2 separate regions of the Mus musculus genome follow, and region 1 is linked to region 2. The links are chromatin contacts, called in public Hi-C maps. All regions are on one chromosome and are shown on one strand. Each heading gives the region's core, a stretch centred on a gene start, on an enhancer-like site or on the middle of the called end of the contact. The rest is flanking DNA. Distances are from core to core; before and after follow the strand shown.

Region 1 (3,912 bases), core at 699-3,198, 1.0 Mb after region 2:
ATTTTTGAGAATTTTGTACATGATACAATAAAACATTCTATCTACCCACTCCATTATCTCCATACTTCCAAACATACCTGTTTTCAACTTCATGTCTTTTTTGTTTGGTTATAACCAAAGAGTTCAGTTAATGCTACTTATTCACACATAGGCATGGAGCCATCCACTGGAGCATAGGGATTCTACCAGGGGTCACATACTCAATAAAGAATGATCCTCCCTTCTCCAGCCATTGTCATAGCTCCATAGCAAGTGGTGCCATTGACTAATCTGAATTCTATGCTGTAACTCTCCTCTGGTTGCTTTTGCCTTCAGTAGGTCTTGCACTGGTAACAACAGCTGCTGGGATTTCATGACTACGACAGCCACATCCTGTCCAGAAGGCAGCATCTCTCAGCACTCTCCCATCCTCTGGCTCTTCCATCCTCTCCTCCTCTTCTGCAATGTTCCCTGAGCCTTGGTGATGGTGCTCATGGCAGGGACAGGCAATGCAGATGCCCCAGTTAGAGCTGAGCACTCAGCCTCTTGTTCTTGGCATTTCAGTCAGTTCTGCATCTCTCCAGTGATTGGTTTCACAGATCAAGGTTGAGAGCATCCCAGGTCTGTTGGTATCAGGATGTGGGCAGACAAGAGAAGGACCTAAGCATTGACTCCTCAACAGTAGCATTGTGGACTCAGCCAACCTTAGGACTGCCTACCCTGCACTTCTTCCTGTCTGAGAGGCTAAGTCCATTGCTTTTGAATATAGTCTTACCCAGAATCTTGCCAGTTGCTGCTGTATCTTTACCATCAACACAAGGTGCTGCCACAGTCTGAGACTTCCATGCTTGGGAATGCTTGGACTTTTGAGTTGAGTCTTTCTTCTTGTTTAGCTTCTTTGGGTCTGTGGAATGTACATGGTACCTGTATTTTATGGCTAATAACCACTTCTAAGCGAGTACATACCATACAGGTCTTTTTGGGACTGGGTTACCTCACTTAGGATGATATTCTCAAGTTCAATCCCTTTTTCTGAAAAATTCACAATGTTTTGGTTTTTAATAGCTGAATTGTATTTCATTGTGTAAATGTACCACATTTACTTTATCCATTCTCCAGTGGAGGGACATCTAGGTTGTTTTCAATTTCTGACTATTATGAATAAAGCTGCTGTGAACATAGTTGAATAAGTATCTTTGTGGGATGTTGAGTCACCTTTTGGCTTATATGTCCAGGAGTGGTATAGCTGGGTCTTGAGGTAGAACTATTCCCAGTTTTCTGAGAAAATGCCAAATTGATTTCTAAAGTGTTAGTACAAGTTTTGTCAGCCACTAGCAATGGTGGAGTGTTCCCCTTGCTCCACATCCTTGCCAACATGTGCTGTCACTTACATGAGTTTTTTGGTTTTTTTTGTTTTTTTTTTATCTTAGCCACTCTGATGGGTGTAAGATGGAATCTTAAGGTTGTTTTGATTTACATTTTCCCAATCTTTCTTTTAGTTGTCTACAGAAAAATTTAAATATAATGCACGCTGTTCTAGACTAGCAGGAACTTAGAGAGCAGATAGATCTTACAAAAGGGAAGTCTTTGGTTAAATGTCTGAGTCTGGTGAAGGCTGATATGACTCAGCAATTACCTTAGTGGCAGGCCCACACTCTCAGCCTGCCCTTAATCTTTACTGGCTGAATTAAATGATCATTTGGAGCTTACAGTGTTGACGAATGCTGGCTGCACTCTTTTGATCACCTTTGCTTCTGTCCATGCTTCCACCCTTTATAACTTACTGAAAACTCACCTGGTCATGACAAACTATGTGAAATCCAGCTGTTGGTTTGTGACCCCTTTGAGTTCCAGTCTGTGGCCTGAATTTTAAGCAAACTTGCTCAATTTTTAGACATGGTATAGGAGGGCCTGCTCTGTCTCCAAATACAGACCAGGACAGCAGCTGGGCATTTGTGCTCCCCATCTCTATGTGAACCAAGTTCCCTGACTCTTCTCAGCCACATTAGCCTGAATGCTGTCATTAGTCAGTAAACAATGGGAATTGTTTATCTTAACATCTGTGCTAATACATAATACGATGCTACACAGGCAAGGTACAGAACAGAATGATCTCTGTTTTTATTTCAGACTTCTTGGGAGTTCCTTTTCAGATTTATAAAAGCCACATCTTCTGCCCAGAGTAGGAGTGTCTGGCCACTTATGTGACAATAACGTAAGTTGGAATTTGGCCAAAGAACCAATAGCATTATCAGCCAGACACAGTCTTTCATCTTTTTGTCAGCTGTTAAGCAGAGATGTGAAAGGGTTCACATATGCCTTCCACATTGTTGAAATGACTCACAGGCCCACAGTGTGGGGTAGAGCTAGAACCTTTCAGACTCATAGCAAACAACATGGCAGGTACAATGATGATCTGTCCCGCAAGAGAAATCGAGGCACAGAGAAACTAAAGCCAAGGTCTGATGTTTGTGTCTCCCTAACAACAGACTCTCCTCTTTCCCCCACACATCACACAGTCAGTTTGAACCTGGAGCACACCTTCCCCATTAATCACCACTGCATTAATTAACTGTGCCTGATCATTTACCATGTACAAATTAGGATTAAAAGGCAAATAACACATTGTCTCTATGGCATCTCACAAGTGGAGAAATAGATGCTGAAGAGCCTTCCTTCCCCTGAACTATTCTAGAGCCACCTGCCCCCACTGCCCTCTTCCTCGTTAGCTATTATTGCTTGATTTTAGCCTACAAGGGCTATGTCAAGTACAGCCATCTTGTCTGCCTTAAACAACAGGGCTTTGCTTTCTCACAAGTGCACAATCTAGATGTGTGCTGGCTTCATTCCTTCTGAGGCTGCTCATCTGAGCTTGTGAATCGCAGCTGCTCAGGGTCTTCACATGACTATGTCCAAGCTTCTTTTATAATGGAGATGTTGTTCATACTTAAGGGCATACCTGACGCCCTCATTTTAATTTTAACTACCTCTTAATGATGCAATCTGCTATACTCACATTCTGAGATACCAGTGAGGACTTCAGTATATAATGGTGGGTGGAGGGGTTACAACTCAGCTCATAATACTATAGTAATATCTCTCCACCAATATCTCCATAAAGTGCTAAACTTCTGCAATGACTGCATACCCCCCTTCACCCAACACACACAGACACACAGAAAGACTTTAAAACCTTTCCCAGCCTGAGTCAGGAAAAGAACATAATTGTGCATGGTGTAAACCAGGCATACAACTAAGAGGTAAATGTTTCCTGGGGATAAACAGCCTTTGGGCTCCTCAGAATGGCCCTCTTTAGCTGTTTGCATAGGCTAATGTACATTTGTCTTATCAAAAATGTTATATAGGTTTAAAGCATAAGGGAAATTTACTCACCAAAACACAGAATGAACTGCCCCGGATTTACACCAGCTACAAGTAGTAAGGATATGTCAAACAGCTTCTGGGACAGGATAAGAATAAAGTCCTAAACATGGTGAAAAAGATTAACAGAAGTCTGGGGAGGAGCTCGTTATATAATCCACCGAGTGTCTATTATCCATGGCTGTGAGAGAGAGGACAGTGCCCCTGTAAATTAGTTTCACTTGTTTTCATGCAAAGAAACGATACGATGAAACAAGAAAATGTGTAACAAAGTGAATGGTGCTTTCTTGGCTGTTATGTGTCAAAATAATCAGGTACTCTAGGTTTGCCTTTTCAAGACAGTAAAATCATTTCTCTCAATGCCTTTTCAAGACAGTAGAATCATTTCTCTCAACACTCTGTAACTAAATGCAACTAAGATATTAATGCTTTTGAAAAACAAGACTAGTGTTTCTTTTTTCATTTATTTATTTATTTATTTATTTATTTTGGATACAACTGGACAGTGTATCTACCCTGTGGCTATTAAATACACCCCAGAGCAATAAACGT
Region 2 (3,916 bases), core at 417-2,916:
TTAACTTAGAGTTTGCATAATACAGAAGATCTGCTCTAAATATCCATGTTTCCCAGGGTATCTCCCATATTCTTTTTAAAGGTTTGACTGTCAGGGTAGTTTTTAAAGTACTTTGCATATTTTATAGGTGCAAAGAATTTCTGCAGGAACATTACTGGCATTGAAGCTTGAATTCTGAGTTCAAGTCCCAGGGTTTCTTCCATTCTACCAAAAGGTTAAGCAAATGTTAGGTATGTGAAGTAAAGACAGTGGCAACTACTCTAACTCTCTAGGAGAGTTATCACAGTCCTCCTGCCCAGGGAGAAGGCAACCACACTACCTATCTGAATACAGTATTTAAAGGAATCATTTATTATGCCAGAAGCTCCTGTGGCTCTAGAAAATGTCAAATGAGCCCTTTAAATTGACATTGAGGTCCCAGGCAACAGAAGGGAGACAACAGGAAACACTACCAACACTTGGACTTTGGAAGGAAATGACCAGTGGAGTTGGCTTTAACTGATATCCAATGAGTGTTGGCAGTAACCCTGGCTGAGGCCTGAGAGCAAAGACTTCACATAGGGAGCAGGAAAGGCTGGCCCAGGGGTGGCCCTAGCAGGTTTGGAATAGTGCTGCAGCGCTGGAAATACTGCCAGGTGGTCTCAGCGCCACTGCAGGGAGGACAGGCAGAAGGGTGATCAGTGAGAGAGAGAGACAGCATCTTTCAGTGTTTACAGACGTTCCCTATTAAGAAAGCCTAAAGAAGAAACAGTTGTGACAGTGGAAACATAATCTGGGGAGTCTCAGGCCCTTCTTTCCATTCTGGACTTGGAGCTTAGATTGAGAAGATTGGTAAAATGCTTTGCAACAAGAAATGCAAATTTAATCTTGAGAGTAAAACCATAATTTTGTAAGCATTAACATTCTAGCTCTCTTAAATCTTGAAAAAATAACAGTGGAATAGGTATTCTTAAATGACTTCAATGTTGTCAGAAAGGTTCCCAATAGTACTTAACCAGTGTTTACATCACATGAGGTCTACTCATGGTTGAGGCTCAATGGCTTGTGAGTAATATGCTTATTTTGCTATTATAAAGTAGTGATAAATACATTAATGAGGGTGTAACAGTTATGGAAAATATTTTATAATACCAGATTGATAGAGTGATTTCTATATTCCTTTTTACTCCCATGCATTTTCTTCAAAGACATTGTAAGAAATTATTGAATATTTTCAGAAACTATTAATGATATAAAGAAGCCTGTGCTTCACATGTTTTAGAGAACTGGTCTTTTGTCTCTGTAAGAGATAAGAACCAATCCCTGTGACTGCTAGTCTAAATCTTGCTGTCTTTCTAAGTAGTTTGATGATAGTCCTTTGACTCAGCTAAAGATCTGCAGGATCGTGTGGTGCTAAATTGCTATGAAAAAGTAGATCTGGATTCCTAGCAACCTTGCTTACAGGGAGAGAGAAAGAGAGGAGGGAAGGTGGATGGAGGGAGGGAGGGAGGGAAGGAGGGAGGGTGGAGGGAGGGAAACTGTGAAAATAACATCCCTTTTTACAATAGATTTCTTTTTCCTTTGATTTGGGAAATGGTCCTGCAATGTTCCTTTCATCTTCTGTGCTGGTCATTCTTGTTGTCTGGGATTACCTCCACTAAGAGGCCTGTCTTCTGTGATGTCGGAGTTTCTATTGAAATAAAGATATGTAGCTGATAATTGACTGGGAGTTAATTTATTTAAACACAGATTGTAAACAAGTGGCTATCGCCATGACGATCTTGGCTACTAGACAGAGTATGCAGCTAAGCTAATAAACAGACAAATGTAGCAGGAGTCTGGCAGGGAAACAACAAATCTTTCTTGCTGAAGGGAAGAAGTTGTAAAAAAAAATTGAAAAAATAAAATAAAAAACCCTGGAAAACTCACAGCTGCTCCACTCCTGATGCTGGCAAGGCTGAGAGCTAAATACCAGCTTCTTCAGCAACCCTTCAGTTTGCAGCATCCCCAGGCTGTGAATGTTTTTTAGCCCCTTTGAGCACCAACAGAGTAGCTTTGCCTGGGAGGAGGCAGTGAAGAGAACTCTGGGGGCTCAGGGGACAATATGGCTTTACTCTGGTGACCTGCTGTGGCCTTACAGGGAACTGCTCTTTTGTGGATTCCTTACTAGAGATATTTTAGGCATAGCTGTCCTGAGTCAGGCCACTTCTGGTCTGCAGGCAGGAAGTATTACTGCTTGAATTAGCCCATCATCAAACTCCTGTTTAGAAAGATGAAGTTAGTTCTTATATTCTAGATTGACACTTGTGAATTATTTGAACAGGGCCCTGGCTCATTGGGGAAAAAAAAATGTGTCTCTTATGCCTAACATTCTGGGTTAACCCCAGTATTGCAAAGGAAAGTAAGAAAGAGATAGATATTCAAAAGGCCTTCCATCTACTGATTCCATGCTTCTCCTCCATCATTCTCTGCTGGTGATGGATGCAAACCTGATTTTAACTCCTAATTGATTACTAATCTGATTTATCCTGTAAAGGAAAATATTTCAGAAATACCTTTTTTTTGATCAAACCTTATCTTGGCACATCTGTATGCTAATGCCTTGAGTTCTTTAAGTAGGTGAATATTGCCACGTTATTTTCACCTTCAGTCAAAACAATTAATAGAAAATAATTGACTTATGATTGATGAATGTACAGACTTTCTGGTATCCCCTCGGGAAACAGGGGTAGGGTGGGTCTCAACCCTCTGCTGTATCATAAGCTAAGACTTCAGGATGGAAGACTATTATTCCCAAGATGGACCTAAGAGTATCTTTGCTTTCCATGGTCTTTTACAGTCACATAATTGTGCCTGTTGCTTCATAATTAAAGGACAGCATTTGGAGTTATGGTGTTTCTCATGTCCTGTTAACCTTCTCAGAATCACAGGTCTCTGTACCCTCCATGTCAAATTAAGGGATGAAATTTCAGACTTCTTCCTGGGTTCATTTGCCCAAGAGTGAGTCCAAGTTCGAATTTTCCATTTCTCCCTATGCTTTCCATCTGTCTGTAGTTTGTAGCTGGCCTTTCTGTAACCTGTCTGTGTTTGCTCTGAGTGAGTCTCTTAACAAAAACTTTGTTCTCCGGTTATTGGACGGCAGAGAGACTACCACATGGGAGAGGAATGATGCTTTACAGAAATCTTTAACAGTTGCTTTTTAAACAAGGGATTAAGTTATTTACTTCAACTGACCCCAAAGAACTCACTACTGCAAACATTGTGTTATCAAGCATCTTCCATATGCTTTCCCCAATATTTATGGTAGATATTTGTTGGATAAGGTCAATTTCACTCTGTCTGCTGTTTTCAGCAAACTATTACCATAACACTCACACATATCCATATGCATTGCTCTCTGGGTCAGGGACATAGATGAATACACAATTTAAAATTAAAATTAGTCATTAGCTTAGGTGGTAGAGCTGATTACACAGAGGAATCCAGGCAGGTAAGGCTGGTGGTTCCCAGGGTCTCTTAATGGCAGGTTAAACAAACAACTGAGAACCCAATGGGATAGCAGTCTTAAATCGTAAGTGAACTCATAGTGTAGTATTAACTCTGGCTGTGAGGTCTAGAAAAAAGTGTCAGTCTCTTAGAACACAAGAGATTTAAAAAAAATATAACACCTCACAGTCGTCTCCTCTTTCATTTCGCTAAAGGTACTGATAAATTATTGTGACATATAAAGAGGATAGTGAACCTCAAACTAGGACTTGGAACCCTGCTTCTCTGTGTTTTCTGGGAGATACTCCCATTTTTATTAACCACCCTTGTTTAAGTATAGCTAAATCAAGGTGAAAGTATTCATCAGTTTCAATCTTCCCCAGTGTCATAGTGCTTTGTATTTCCATTGCAGTTGTCTATGTTCATGATACCAGAAAATTGTTGTAGTGCT

The links. Hi-C and Micro-C count contacts between places; a contact is called where the count stands out from the background.
Region 1: a contact with region 2 is called in a Hi-C map of uterus, with 7 times the contacts expected there. The contact joins two enhancer-like sites. A contact is called at or near these places in 6 of 39 promoter capture datasets (the 3T3-L1 cell line, the HPC-7 cell line, hippocampal neurons and 2 more) and 11 of 484 Hi-C or Micro-C datasets (the AML12 cell line, the HPC-7 cell line, bone marrow-derived macrophages and 5 more).

The regions. Positions count from the first base shown.
Region 1 is chr8:82,844,678-82,848,589 of GRCm38.p6, forward strand. No RefSeq gene overlaps it. Among named protein-coding and RNA genes, the nearest start is that of Gm31545, 9.1 kb to the left of the region's middle. Within about 2 kb of position 1,949, at least 31 of the 459 cell types and tissues checked have an H3K27ac peak or open chromatin away from gene starts, as enhancers often do. A contact at or near this core is called in uterus, where this site is marked.
Region 2 is chr8:81,810,510-81,814,425 of GRCm38.p6, forward strand. The region is part of intron 7 of Inpp4b (inositol polyphosphate-4-phosphatase, type II); the gene reads left to right. Among named protein-coding and RNA genes, the nearest start is that of Gm25267, 340 kb to the right of the region's middle. Within about 2 kb of position 1,667, at least 48 of the 459 cell types and tissues checked have an H3K27ac peak or open chromatin away from gene starts, as enhancers often do. A contact at or near this core is called in uterus, where this site is marked.